2 separate regions of the Mus musculus genome follow, and region 2 is linked to region 1. Evidence: chromatin contacts called from public promoter capture Hi-C data. All regions are on one chromosome and are shown on one strand. The core of a region is the stretch at or near the end of the contact, and the rest is flanking DNA. Distances in the headings are between cores, read along the strand shown. Region 1 holds the start of Prkag1 (protein kinase, AMP-activated, gamma 1 non-catalytic subunit). Region 2 holds the start of Tarbp2 (TARBP2, RISC loading complex RNA binding subunit).

Region 1 (6,239 bases), core at 1,254-3,753:
CTCTATCTGTCTCTGTCTCCCTCTTTTCCTCTGTGTTTCTGTCTCTCTATGGGTTGTGTTTCCTTGTTTTCCACTCTGACAAATGCAACATGATGGGAAAGAGGCAGCCAGATGCCCAGGAGGGCAAGCCGGGCAAGCCGGGCAAGGAGACCCCGCACCCACACCTACCTCATTTAAGTGTTGGATTTTTTGCTGTTTTGAAATGTGAGACCCTCTCCGAGCCCCCTACTGCCCTGACTCTCTCCCCCACCTCACTGCCCTCGTCTGAGTGGGTGGAAGGGGGGTAGGAGAAGGACAACAACAACAATAACAACAACAAAAATCCATCTTTGTTTTTAATTATGGGCGTGGGATGGCGGCTGAGGCAAATGGTGATGAAGATTGGGGGTGACTGGTCCCTAGTTGCTCTAGGACCTCCTTCTCCATCTGGACATGGAGGCAGGAGGGGCGTGCTAAACCTAGGACCAGGATCTCGCTCTCCTGTTTTCCCAGCCTCATCCCGAGCCCATCTGCCCTCCAGCCCCTGGACGGGGTGTGGGGGGTAGGGTGAGGGCTATCCCTGAGCGGCGTGCCCATACCCAGTGAGGCCGGGTGTGGTCCAGAGCTCTCACTTGCCCTCAGTCACCAAACTGCTGCTGGTCTGGTGGGAATGGGTGGTGATGTGGGGGTGGGGAGCTTAGTGTCAGCGCGGGGAGGGTGGGGGGTATTTATCTATTTATACATGGGATTGTACATAGTCTTGTGGGGCATGGGGGAGCCGGCCGGAGGTGAGAGCCCTCCCCTCTCCCCCTACCCCCGGGGAGAGCAAATGTAAAACTACTAATTTTTGTGCTTTATATATTCTATATAAATATATCTATTTTCTTTTTACAAAACCAGTTTATAAATGGTAGGGGGGTGTGGGGCGGACACATGGAGCTCCCCTTGTGGGGGGGCCCCCTCCATTACCCAACCTACCGCCCTTTCCTCCCCCCCCCTCCCCACCCCCTGGCTGTGACTGCTGTAAGGTGGGGGTATAGAGAGAAGCTGGGTGATTCTTACCCGGGTTGTATAGTTGGACTATGTTATAACGCACAAAGTGAGCTGGCCCCAGGGGGAGCCAGAGGGTGATGGTGCCCTTATCTTCCTTTCCCTTCCTTTCCCCCCCCAAGCTTGTGCTGCAGACGAACCTCTTCCTGCGGGTAGCGGTAGGGTAGAGGGTGTGTGAGGCCTCAGACCCCTCTCTGGTGGAGCGAGGGGATGAAATGACGCTTCTATGCAGTTCTCTCCTAGGGGCTGTGGGCAGAGGGCATTTTGTAATTACTATTTTCAAGAATCAGATTATCTGGATTGTAGAGATGGGCTGGATGGTGGCAAATGGGCAGGCCTGCTGGAGGGGTAGGGCGGTTGCTGTTGTGATTTTAGGTTTTTGTTTTGTTTTAAATTTGGGGGATTGTGGATTGATGGGGGTAGGGAGATTTTTGGGTTTTTTTTTTTTTTTTTTTTTTTTTTCTGGCCTTTTTTTTTTCTTTTCTTTTCTTTTTTTTTTTTTTAAAGCTGCTTCCTCAACTGTTTCAAGCTGCAAATGTTTGAGAATAACAACTCCCCCACACTCCCACGGAAACCATTGTAATTAGACTAGACAGTGGGAACCTGGGCTTGCTGTCCCCAAAGCCACAGAGCTGAACGGTCTAGGCATTAGGTGGGGGAGATGGTCTCCTGTGAGTCAGGCTCTGGTTGGGGTTTGGGCCCTAGAACTGGGAAAGGAGAAGGGGCAGACTTTGTAAGCATATGCTAGGTATCCGATAGTCCTGTAGAATTTAGTGAAGAAACCTTATACAGTTTTTAATTTTTATATAAACTATAACTCAGACCCACGCTACAAGGTTGGAATTTTGGTTGTTGTTGGTTTTTTTTTTTTTTTTAAAGTACCCTGCCTGTATAATTGCATCAGAATCCCACCCCCAACCCCGCCCCCTGTGTTTGTATTTTGGGTTGGTTTACACTTGCACTCAATTTTCAGTTTCTCCCTTTTTACCTTCTACCTTCACCTCCAGGACCCTCCCCCTTTAAAAAAAAATAAATCGCTGACAAGTGTGAACCCGTGAAGAACTTTCTTTTGTGTTGTGTGTATCCTGTACAGCAAGGTTGGTCCTTCGTGACAACGGATGAAATGGTTCCCTTTTTTAAAGCGCTCTCTCTTCCTCCACCCCCAGCGCCCCTGTCCTTGGCATGTTTTGTATCAGCGATCATTCTGAACTGTACATAATTTATGTTGCGAGAGGCAAAGGGCAAGTTTTGGATTTTGCTTCTTCAAAGTTTGTTTTTAAACGATAAATAAAAAAAGAACATTTTAAATACAAGTGCCTCTGTCCCATGACCCTCGCCGTTGGCCAGATCTTAAGGTCCTGGAGAGCTGGGAGAGGAAGGTTACCCAATAAACCAGGCTCAGCCACCGCCGGAAGGGTGGGTTCCCCGCCTTCCGCCCTGCGGCTGGGGTCTGACGTAGGCGGAAGTGGTGCGCGGCACCGGATGTGGGGCGGGGTCTGGCGCCAGGGAGCTTTCCAAGCTGAGGAACTGGCGGGCGCTAGCAATGGAGTCGGTGAGTGGCGCAGGAGGGCGGCGGGGGGCGCTGTGGAGCCGGAGACCCCCCGCTAGGAGCCGGGGAAGGCCGGCCCGGCTTGGCGCTGGAGTCCGGGACTCCCCTTCCTCTGCTCGGGTGGGCGCCTCTCCTAGGTCTGGGCCACACCCGTGCCCGCCCGCCCGCCCGCCCGCCAGGGGTCCGCGGTACCCTGAGAGATAGGGAGCGGGTTGTGAGCTTGGAGCCCCCTGCCCATGAGTGCCTCAAGTCCTTTCCGAAGTTTGCATGAGAGCGGGGTTGTGATCCCGCGTATTAGGTGAGCGAGCCCGGCTTGCAGGGAGCTCCAGGACCCCGTTTGTGCGATTGCTTAAGCAATTGTTGGCATCCTGCGAGGTTCCATTCCTTTACTAAGCCCGAGAATTGAATTTTCCGCGAAGGAAGGAATCCAGGAGGCCACTGTGTCCCCTGGACAAGTTTAGGTCGTGTCCTGATCAGTGACGCTGTGCATGCGTGTTGACAGCTCGTTCTTGGCGAGCACCGTCGGCTCGGCTCTTTACAGATGCGGTAGGTTTATCTGCTACTTACTTGTTTGACCGACCTCATTCGCAGGAGCTTTCTCTGCCACTCCGAAGGCCCTCCCATCGACTTCCTGCTCCGTAGTTTTTAACCGAGTATCTTCTGAGGGCAGCTTGGGGTTTGTCTTCCCCCACCATATATCCATGTAATACTTGCAGGTTCGCTCTTCTTAGAATTGCGTTTTCTTTGAGTCAGTTACTTGGCCTGGAGTAAATTCTCTCCCCCTCCCCCCCCCCCCGCCCCTTTGTGTGCAGAGGAATAGTGTAACTTAGTTTATAAAGAAGGAAGGATAAAGTGGTAAAATGGTATGCAGGTGGTCCTCTAACCAAGGATTTTGTTTTTCTACAGAGAAAGCATTCTCAGCAAAAGTAGTTTGATTACATTAAATTTAAAACAACACGTTTCTAACTTGTAAATGTATTATTTACATTATAAGTGAACTGTGAGTATATAGTTCTAAAGCAACTTTTCTCTATATTTACGAATTTAGCCCTTTGCTTTATATATACTGGAGTACAGAGAGACAGAGATGAGAGGTACCGGGAAGGCTGTTAGTTAAGGTAGACTGTAGTAAGTACTGTCCTTAGGGCTTTTTTTTTTTCCCCTCCCCTGAGACAGGGTTTCTCTGGGTAGCCCTGGCAGCTGTCCTGGAACTCACTCTGTAGACCAGGCTGGCCTCAGAACTCAGAAATCCGCCTGCCTCTGCCTTCAAGTGCTGGGATTAAAGGTGTCCTTAGGATACAGACACCTGACTAAAGGAAGGAGAAATTACAGTGAGCCTAGGAGCAGAGTTCAGCCCATGGCTCAGTAGTGTTGAAACTAGATTTTGATGATAGTGTAAGAAAAGGTGGCTAAAACCAAGTTGGAAGTCTCTCTCTCTCTCTCTCTCTCTCTCTCTCTCTCTGAGACAGGGTCTCAGTAGGTAGCTCAGATGGTCTGCACAGTGTGGCTATGAGCCATCACTCGCTTGGGCTGTGGGCTTTTATAGTAAGGGGGCCAGTGGGAGATTTATGAGCAAGGCAGGCGGTGTGCTTGAGAATATTCTTAACAGCTTTCTGTGAATAGACGAAACCACTTCAGAAAGGAAGTTTTGTTTTGTTTGGTTTTTCTTTTATTTTGAAGTGTAAGAGAGAGAGAGATAGACAGAGACAAAGAGTGAGTGAGAGTTGGAGTGGGGAGGTGCATGGAAGGAATGCAGAGGCAAAGGACCATTTTCTGGAGTTGTTTTCTTTCTACCCTAATGTAGATTTGGGGATCAAACACAGGTCACCTGGCGTATGGGGTAAGCTCTTTTACTCACTGAACCACCTTCCAGGCCTTGGGAGGTATTTTCTCCAAATGAGCTACTTTGGCTAGAGAACCTGATCAAAGTCTAAAGCAAGGAGGCTATAGGTGTGGAGCAGGGAACGATGCTGGCTAAGGCGGAGCACTCTGGGCAGGTGGAGGTGTAGCTTACAGGAGGGCTCCTCACTTTGCATGCCCAAGGCTGTAGGCTCAGCACTGCCTTGGGCATGCACTCATTCACTGAAAGTTCAGGAAAGCTTACAGCTGGTGCACGGTGAGCAGCAGCTGGGAAAACAGACAGGTTTGGGGCATTTCTGACCTCAGAACCTGACGTACCTCTAAGGGAAGCAGAGCTACAGTCCCAGGCACTGGAAAGATGGCAGAGTTGCACTGAGGAAAAAAAAACAAACCGAAAGTCACAAGTCGGGAGGGCGTGGTGGCGCACACCTTTAGTCCCAGCAGTTGGGAGGGGAGGCAGAGGCAGGAGGATTTCTGAGTTTGAGGCCAGCCTGGTCTATAGAGTAAGTACCAGGACAGCCAGGGCTACACAGAGAAACCCTGTCTCGAAAAACAAAAAACAAAAGTCACAGGCTAAGAACAGGCTCGAAGGACAGATATTTGTAATACTTTAGTATTACGAGCTGGAGAATTTTTTTAAACTGCAAATTATGTACATTATGTAAATTATGTACTCCCTGTTAGGGGAGTCAAATACAAAGTATAAGATAGTTGAAGACTTCTGGGAATTTATAATCTATTTTCATAGATTATGTGCTTAGATAGTCTTTGTAACATTTGAACATAGATCATGAGTTTGGAAAGCAGTTGTGTCTTAGGTAGGATCTAGCCTCCTTCTCTGTAGTAATACTTTGCACGTGTGTGATACAATGATGTTTTTGGTTCCCTAAGATGGTTTGTTTTGGGTGTTTTGTTATTGTTTTGAGTCAGGGTCTAATGTAGCACAGATTAACCTTTGAAGTCACTTTGTAGCTGAGGTTGGTCTTGAACTCCTAATTCTTCTAACTGTGCCTCCCGAGCACTGGGAATACAGTGCATACCAGCCCTGTCTTATTAAAGGAAGAGGGGAGTGGCCATAACTTTCCCACAGACAGGAAGGGTGAAGTTGTGTTTTAATTGTTTCTGTGGTGGTTGTTTAATTGTGTCTGACTGTTACCTTTGTCAGATTGTTACAATGTGAAATCACCTGGGAAGAAAGCCTCAATGAGGGGTTTTCTGTGGGCATGTCTGGAGTATTATCTTAGCTAAGTGCTGTGGGAAGAACTAGCTGGCAGCCATGAGCAGCAGCATCCTCTAGGTAGATGGTCCAGCGTTGAATGAGTGGAGAATGGAAACGGTGCCGCAAGCAAAGCCTGCAAGAGAGACTACGTCCATTCATTCCCCTCCACTCGACTTCAGTTCAGCTGCCTGAAGTTCCTGCTGCTGTAACCTCCACACAGAGATGGGCCGTGTCCTGGAATTACCCTCCCCCAAATTGCAAATTGCTTCCTCCACCACCACCACTCTAGACCAGGCTGGCCTTGAACTCAGAAATCCACCTGCCTCTGCCTTTCCCAAGTGCTGGGATTAAAGGCGTGCACCACCACTGCCCGTTTGCAAATTGCTTGTTATCAGGGTGTTTTACCACACCAACAGAAAAGAAACTAGCACTGAGGCTGACTCTTATGTGTAAGAGATATGTGTATCTCTGGCTGGGCATCTCCATCTCTCGGTCTTAGGTTTCTGTTCATATCTGTTTACACCATTATTAGAGATTTTTTTTTAAGTGTAAATTATGCCCAATGATAGGGGAGTCAAGTAC
Region 2 (6,239 bases), core at 1,223-3,722, 3.7 Mb before region 1:
AGACCAGGCTTAGGGAGAGAAGTAGATAGTGCAGAGGCCTGGGTTCTCAGCGGGCTTCTAGTGTGCCTTGGCTGTTCCTCCCTCACCTGCTGTCCTCCAGGGCTGGTTCCAGCATGCTCCCCCCTTTGAGGTGTTTGAGGGCCACCTCAGCTGCCTTGTGCTTGGCTGCCTTCTTGCTGGGGCCCTGACCTAAGAAAAGGGGCGTGGGCAATACTGGAGGTCACCGGCAGGACAGCAGAGAAACCAGCCCCCACAGCCTATCTCCTCATAGCCAGAGGGAGTGAGAAGAGCCCTCTGACCAACCTCCCCTGTCAGAACTGGAAGGGTTCTACTAATTGTTGGACTAGCCTTTTTCCTAGTTAGCATTAACAGTCAACTTGGCACAACCTAGGATCTAAAAGGATCTGAAAGGAGAGCCTTAACTGAGGAATTGCCTACATCAGCCTGGCCTGAGGGCATGTCTGGGGGTGGGTGGGGGGGATGGACTGATAGTTAATTGATGCTGATATGCACAGCCCACTATTGTGGTACCACCCCTAGGCAGGTGGTCCTGAACTGTGTAAGAAATCTAGTAGAGTATAAATAAGCCAGCCAGCCAGCATGGAGTATCTGCCATTGTTCCTGCTGTGCTTCTGTGGCTGTGAAGTGAGTTCCTTAGTCAGAAGTAGCAAGAATCAGATTATTTTCTTTGGTCTTGACTGATAATGTGAGTTTCTTCCTTAGCTTCCCTTAGTCATGAATGTAACCTGAACTGTAAACCTATCAACCCTTTTCCTCCTCTAAACTGCTTTTAGTTTCGGAGCCTTACTACAGCAACAGAAATGGGCCTTGAACACCTCCTCTTTCAGTCAGCTCCCGTAATGAAACTGTGCCAGGCAGGATTTTTGAGCTCCAACACTGGTGGGTTGCGGAGGGATGTTTTGCTCTGTCTTTCTTTCCCCTTTTCTCTTCCCTCGGTAAATAGGAAATAGAGACAACTGAGGGTCTGAAGTCAAAGCTCTGCTCTGCCACTTATTACATGTGAACTGGAGCCTACCATTTAATTTCTCATACTAAGTTCTTCGTGTTCAATGTGAGGCATGAAGGCTAGCAGAGTATGTGCTCCCCCTAATACCCACGAGGAGTTCAATGTCTCATTTACTCTTCCTCTGGGGTGATAAAGTAGCAGATCTCTGTGACATTTCCTGTTCTCGCCAGTGAGTCTCTCGGGTCCCGTCCACCGTCTCACAGCCCTGTTCCAATCCTTCTTTCCCCCTGAAATATCTCCATCCCTCCCTGGCTTTAAAGGAGAGGACTGTGAGGTGATCGCATGATATTAAGCCACGGGCCCTGTGAATGCACACCCCAGCCAGGCTGCCCAGGCCTTCCTCACCAGTGCAGCTGGTGTCGCCAACGGTGACCCGAAAGGTGAAATTAGGTTGATGGGCTTGGCCCTCGGCTTTGAGAAGGTCGTACACGGGCGTCTTTCCTATTCTGGTCCCATACTCCTGAAGAAGGCTGATCGGGGTCTTGCCCGGGTTGGCGGCCAGCATTTGCTCTATGCTGGGAAGGGGCACAGACCAACATCACACTTCCCCTTTCGGCACCCACCTGGCAAATCACTGTCACATTAGACCTAGCCACATTATAGGGTCCATGAATTCCCAGGCAGTATAGCATCCATTGGCTGGGTTAAAAGTTAAGGTGCATGAGGGAAAGCAAGGTCCCAAGGCAAGTGGAGAATGTACTGTTCTCAGTTAAGGCGAGGGATCCTGTGCCGTGGTGCTGGTTGAACGTGCATTTCCCCCGACACAATACAATTCGGGAACCCAGTACCCACCAAATACACTGAACGTCGGGGCATAAAGCCCAGGGCTCTAGTGCAGTCTGGGAATCAAGCCAACCCCAAACTAGAGCTGGAGGCGTTGGCCACAGCCCCAGTGCATGCCGGGAACCTCTGCCCACTACCCCAGTGCTTGCTGGGAACAACCCTCAGGCCAGGTGCATGCTGGGGCCGCGCCGCCGCCCCTCCTCACCACCTCACACTTTTCGTCCTTCAGGAATCCAAGCGAGGCAGCTCACCTGGGCAGCCCGCAGCCTGTAGTAGTGCCGGAGCCCTGATCCTCTTCACTCATTCCCTCCTCCGTCCCCGCGGGCGCCACCGTGACTACAGCCTCCACGCACCCCAGTACACCGCCGAGGAGCTAGGGCCGGGGCCAAGCCCGGAGTCGCGGCCGGTAGGGCCCGCCGCGGGGCATGCTGGGATCTGGAGTCCCCCGCCCACTCGGCTCCTTGTGTCTTCTTATGGATCCGAGCTACCCGCCCCACAACCCTCAGCGAGACTCGCCCGGGCATCTGCACCGCCTTCTGGGAGGAGCAGACCCTCGGCGGAAGCTTCCCAAGCTACTACGAGTGGGTTGGGTTTTTTGTTTTTTTGGTTTTTTTTTTTTCCTAATGTCATTCCCGCCTTCCTCCTTGCGCACCGCCTCCTCCCAAGCCGACACTGTGAGCATGCGTATTAGCTGCGTGTAGGCGGCCAGGGGCGGGGCGGTAAGGTCTGTCTCCCTGAGAGAACTACAGAACCCAGGCGCCAGCGCGTCATTCGGGCGCCGCTGCGGGCTTCGCTGCTTTATTGGCTATACTGAGAGCGACTTCCTGTAGGCGCTTGCAGATTGGTCACTTGGCCCAGAGGGCGGAGACGAGGAAAGGTGTAGCCTTCTCCTTGAGGAAAGGCTGTGATTGGCCGAAGTCCTTTTGCTGCCCCAGAGGGTGTGCCTTACCTGGCCACCCCCACCCCAGAGCTCTGGGGTTTTATAAGTCCGGAGTTCTCCTCAGACCCGGTCTCCCAGGCTGTAGCGTAAGCTTCTCAGCACTCCGTGTCAAAAAACCCGTTGCTTTTCTGTGGCTTGTCCTTCGCCTCTCTTCACTAACTCCACGCAGCCTGACAGGGTTCGTGCCTCTTTAGATCAGCCCTAGTGAACCTCTTTTAACTGTCCCGAGAATCATTAGATGGACCTTCTGTGTTTAGTCTCACCTGAAAGAGCACAGGAATAATTAACGAACTAATATACGCGCAGAGCTTAACGATTACCTTTGGCTCTCCAAAGCCTTGATACCACCAGAGTGAAAGAAATATGGGAAATCTTGTGACCTTGGACAGAAGGAGAAAGTGATACCACGAAAAACGTGATTCAAAGAGTGTTTTTTAAAATGGGTCTAGGATAAGATGTCTTGCTAGAAAGGAATAGGGTTAGAGGTAAGAGGAATCAGTAATGAAAACGAGCGATCGGTCATCCAGGAGCACAGAAGTGGGAAGGGACCTACGGCTGGGTGGATTCCAATTGGGTGAAAATGGAGCAGCGACGAGGGAAGGCCAGCTGGAGATGTCGGTATGACAAGGGACCAGTGCCAGAGCGTTGTGTATACTGATGGACTGCGCTCTCGGGGTGTAGGAAAGAATCTGTAAGACAGGTCACAAGGGGATCCTACAGATTCCGCATGAGGACCAAAGTGGAACTGCCGTAGAACACCTCCAGGAAGGAGCCTGGATCGCGCCGGATGGCAGCCACAGGCTCCTTTAAGAGGCCGGCGACTCCAGCGCAGCATCCCCCGCTCAGGGCGTGTCCGTCCCGGGGGGCCAGGGGCGGGGGCTTTGGAAGGAGCGGGAGTTCAAGTCGAGTGGGGACGGGGCTTCGAGTAGGGGGTGGGGGCTAAAAGCTGGGGCTGACACCCGTACACCTGAGTTCCACACGAGCATCGCCGGTGACAGCTCTCCAGGTCCGGTGGAGGGCAACGGGGGGAGGAGGGAAGGAGGAGGAGGAGGAGGAGGCGGGAGCAGCATCCGGAGCGGAGCTGCAGCAGCGCCGCCTTTTGTGCTGCGGCCGCGGAGCCCCCGAGGTGAGAGCCTGGGCGACTTGTGGGGGTGGGGGGCAGGGATGGGTTCGGGTCTTGGGATCCTGGCGTGGAGGGAGGGTCGGGATACAATTGTGGCGTGGTGGGGGAGGAGGTGACTCGAGGATGCTGAAGCTGTGGTATGAAGGAACTAGAGCCCTGGACCCGACGCCTGGAGATAGGAAGGAACCGGGCGAAGCTGAGGGATGCGGCGGCCCAGCTTGGAGACCAAGAGCCTCCAAAGCTGTGGTGGATTATGCGAGGATGAGGGTGGCTAGGGGAAGACCTAAAGGACAGCGGGCAAGAGCACGTCCTCTCCTCCTCAACCTCAGGACCTAGAAAGGAGGGAGAATTGTGGCCCCCTCCAGGGAAGGGATGGAAGGGCAAGGCCTAATATACCCACCGCCCCCCTCCCCCACTCCTGCACCTAATAGGCTCTACCTGAAAATTAGGCTGCACCTACACCTGCATGCCCTGGCAGGGCCCTCTCCCCCGTCCATCTGTAATCCCTCTAATCTCCAGCTGTGGCATTCCCTACCGTCCAGCTGTTGCACCCCGTCCTCCATTTGGATGTAGTTTTCTCTCTCTTCTGCCTGCTCGTCTCTGGTTTCCTTAACCCATTTCCCTAGTCAGGCGCTTCACAAACCTCCCTTTTTCTCACACACTCACCAAACTCCTTGGCTTACAATCTTGGTAGGCAAGGCTTTGGCTGAGGGTAGAAAGAGAAGAGGGGTGGGTTCCATAAACAGTAGTAGGGCTGCAGGGAGGAGCCTTGCGGCTCTCTGTCTTCTGCCTCTTTGGCCTTCAACCAAAAGAGCATGCACATGAGGTCTCACACACCCCAGGCACCTGGAGCCTCACTCTAAACTCTCTTCTGATTCTCCCAGCCGCCTCGTGGTTTTCAGGCAGAGGGTCATCCCAAGCTTACACCAGTAGCAAGAATTTGGAAAGGAAACAGCCCAAGTTCCCTCTGGGCCTTGCTGTCCAAACATTAGTGTTTACAAGTTCAAGAGTGCTGCCATCTCTCATGGAAAGTTATCTGGGCCCCAAGTTGGGTCTAACCAACTGTTGACTTCCAGGAAGACCCCAAGGTCCAATACTTGCCAAGTCCTAGATCTTTGGTGGATGGAGGTGGAAGATGGAAGGTGTGGCTGGGGTTTCCTAGACTTCTTCACAAGAGCAAAACCCTGTTAAAAGCAGTTACTGCTCTGAGTCTCTGGGAATGGGGGTTAATAATAAAATGATAGAGAACACGAAATTCCAGCACCCACCTCTGCCTTTGCTGCCCATGCCTAGGGAGTAAGAGAATGGGAGGTGGCAGCTTTTCTAGAATCCATTGAAAGGATGCCAGCAGAGGACATGGTGGCTTTAGGAGAGTTTGTCCATTTGCCCTCAGAAAGCCCGGTCATGTGTGAACCAGGATAGGGGCCATGCTGTTCTGGGGCATAGGGAGCTCCAGAGAAGAGCCCTGTTCTTCAGTTTTATCTATTTATTCATGGTATTAGGAATTGACCCCAGGGCCTACATTCTGGGCAAGCTTTCTACCACCAAAGTACACCATTGGGTTGTTTGTTTGTTTGTTTGTTTGTTTATTTGTTTTCAAATTTTTTGAGACAGTGCCACTAAGTTACCTCTCAGGGCTTGAACTTTAAATTCTCCTGTCTCAGCCTCTTAAATAGCTGAGCCTTTGAGGCCTGTGCTGACAGACCTGGCAGGTCGCATTTTTCTTTATTTTCCTTTTTTCTTTTTTTCTCTACCTCCCTTTCTTCCTCATTATTACCTCTTGTCTTGAGGAGGTAAACAAAGGAAGCACAGAGCATGGTGGCTGGTAGAAGCCTCAGCACAGTGGAGGCAGGTGGAGACAAGTGGATCTCTGTGAGTTCAAGGCCAGCCTGTCTACACTACAAGTTTCAGGGTAGTCAAGACTACATTGAGTCTGTCTCAGCAAACTAAAAAGAAAAGACAACTTTGTATCAGGGTCTAGTGGTGGTTCAGGTGGTAAAGGCCTGACAAACATGCATGCAAGAAGCAAAGACAAGACTCTGGGTTCCATCCCTAGCATAAAGCCTGCCTGCCATGATGCTTCACTTTCTCCTACACTGGGAAAGTAAAGGCAGGAGTTCACGGTCATATTTCACCACATTGCAAGTTTAAGGCCAGTCTGGGTGACATAATACCTTGTTTCAAAAAGAAAAGTATTTTTTTCTATGTACTTTGTGTGAAACATCATGGTTGCTGTCTATAGAGTGCATCCTGTGTGCCAGGTTCCAGGCCGAAAACTTGTTTTGGTTACTTCAGTGATGCCTATAACATCATCAAGTTCTGCTGTCGTCACTTTAGGGATGAGGACACTGAAATGACTTAGTTAT

Evidence for each region. Promoter capture Hi-C pulls out the DNA fragments that hold promoters and counts their contacts.
Region 2: a contact with region 1 is called in a promoter capture Hi-C map of pre-B cells, with 2.7 times the contacts expected there. The contact joins the promoter of Tarbp2 here to the promoter of Prkag1 in region 1. A contact is called at or near these places in 2 of 39 promoter capture datasets (cranial neural crest and pre-B cells).

What each region holds. Positions count from the first base shown.
Region 1 is chr15:98,827,772-98,834,010 of GRCm38.p6, reverse strand. Prkag1 (protein kinase, AMP-activated, gamma 1 non-catalytic subunit) reads left to right here and starts at 2,503. Exons shown (of 12, transcript NM_016781.2): 1 at 2,503-2,581. The coding sequence starts at 2,573. Kmt2d (lysine (K)-specific methyltransferase 2D) reads left to right here. Exons shown (of 55, transcript NM_001033276.3): 55 at 1-2,342.
Region 2 is chr15:102,514,425-102,520,663 of GRCm38.p6, reverse strand. Tarbp2 (TARBP2, RISC loading complex RNA binding subunit) reads right to left here and starts at 2,472. Exons shown (of 9, transcript NM_009319.3): 1 at 2,062-2,472; 2 at 1,373-1,542; 3 at 87-189. The coding sequence starts at 2,114. It overlaps Map3k12 (mitogen-activated protein kinase kinase kinase 12), which reads left to right and starts at 3,660. Exons shown (of 16, transcript NM_001163643.1): 1 at 3,660-3,876.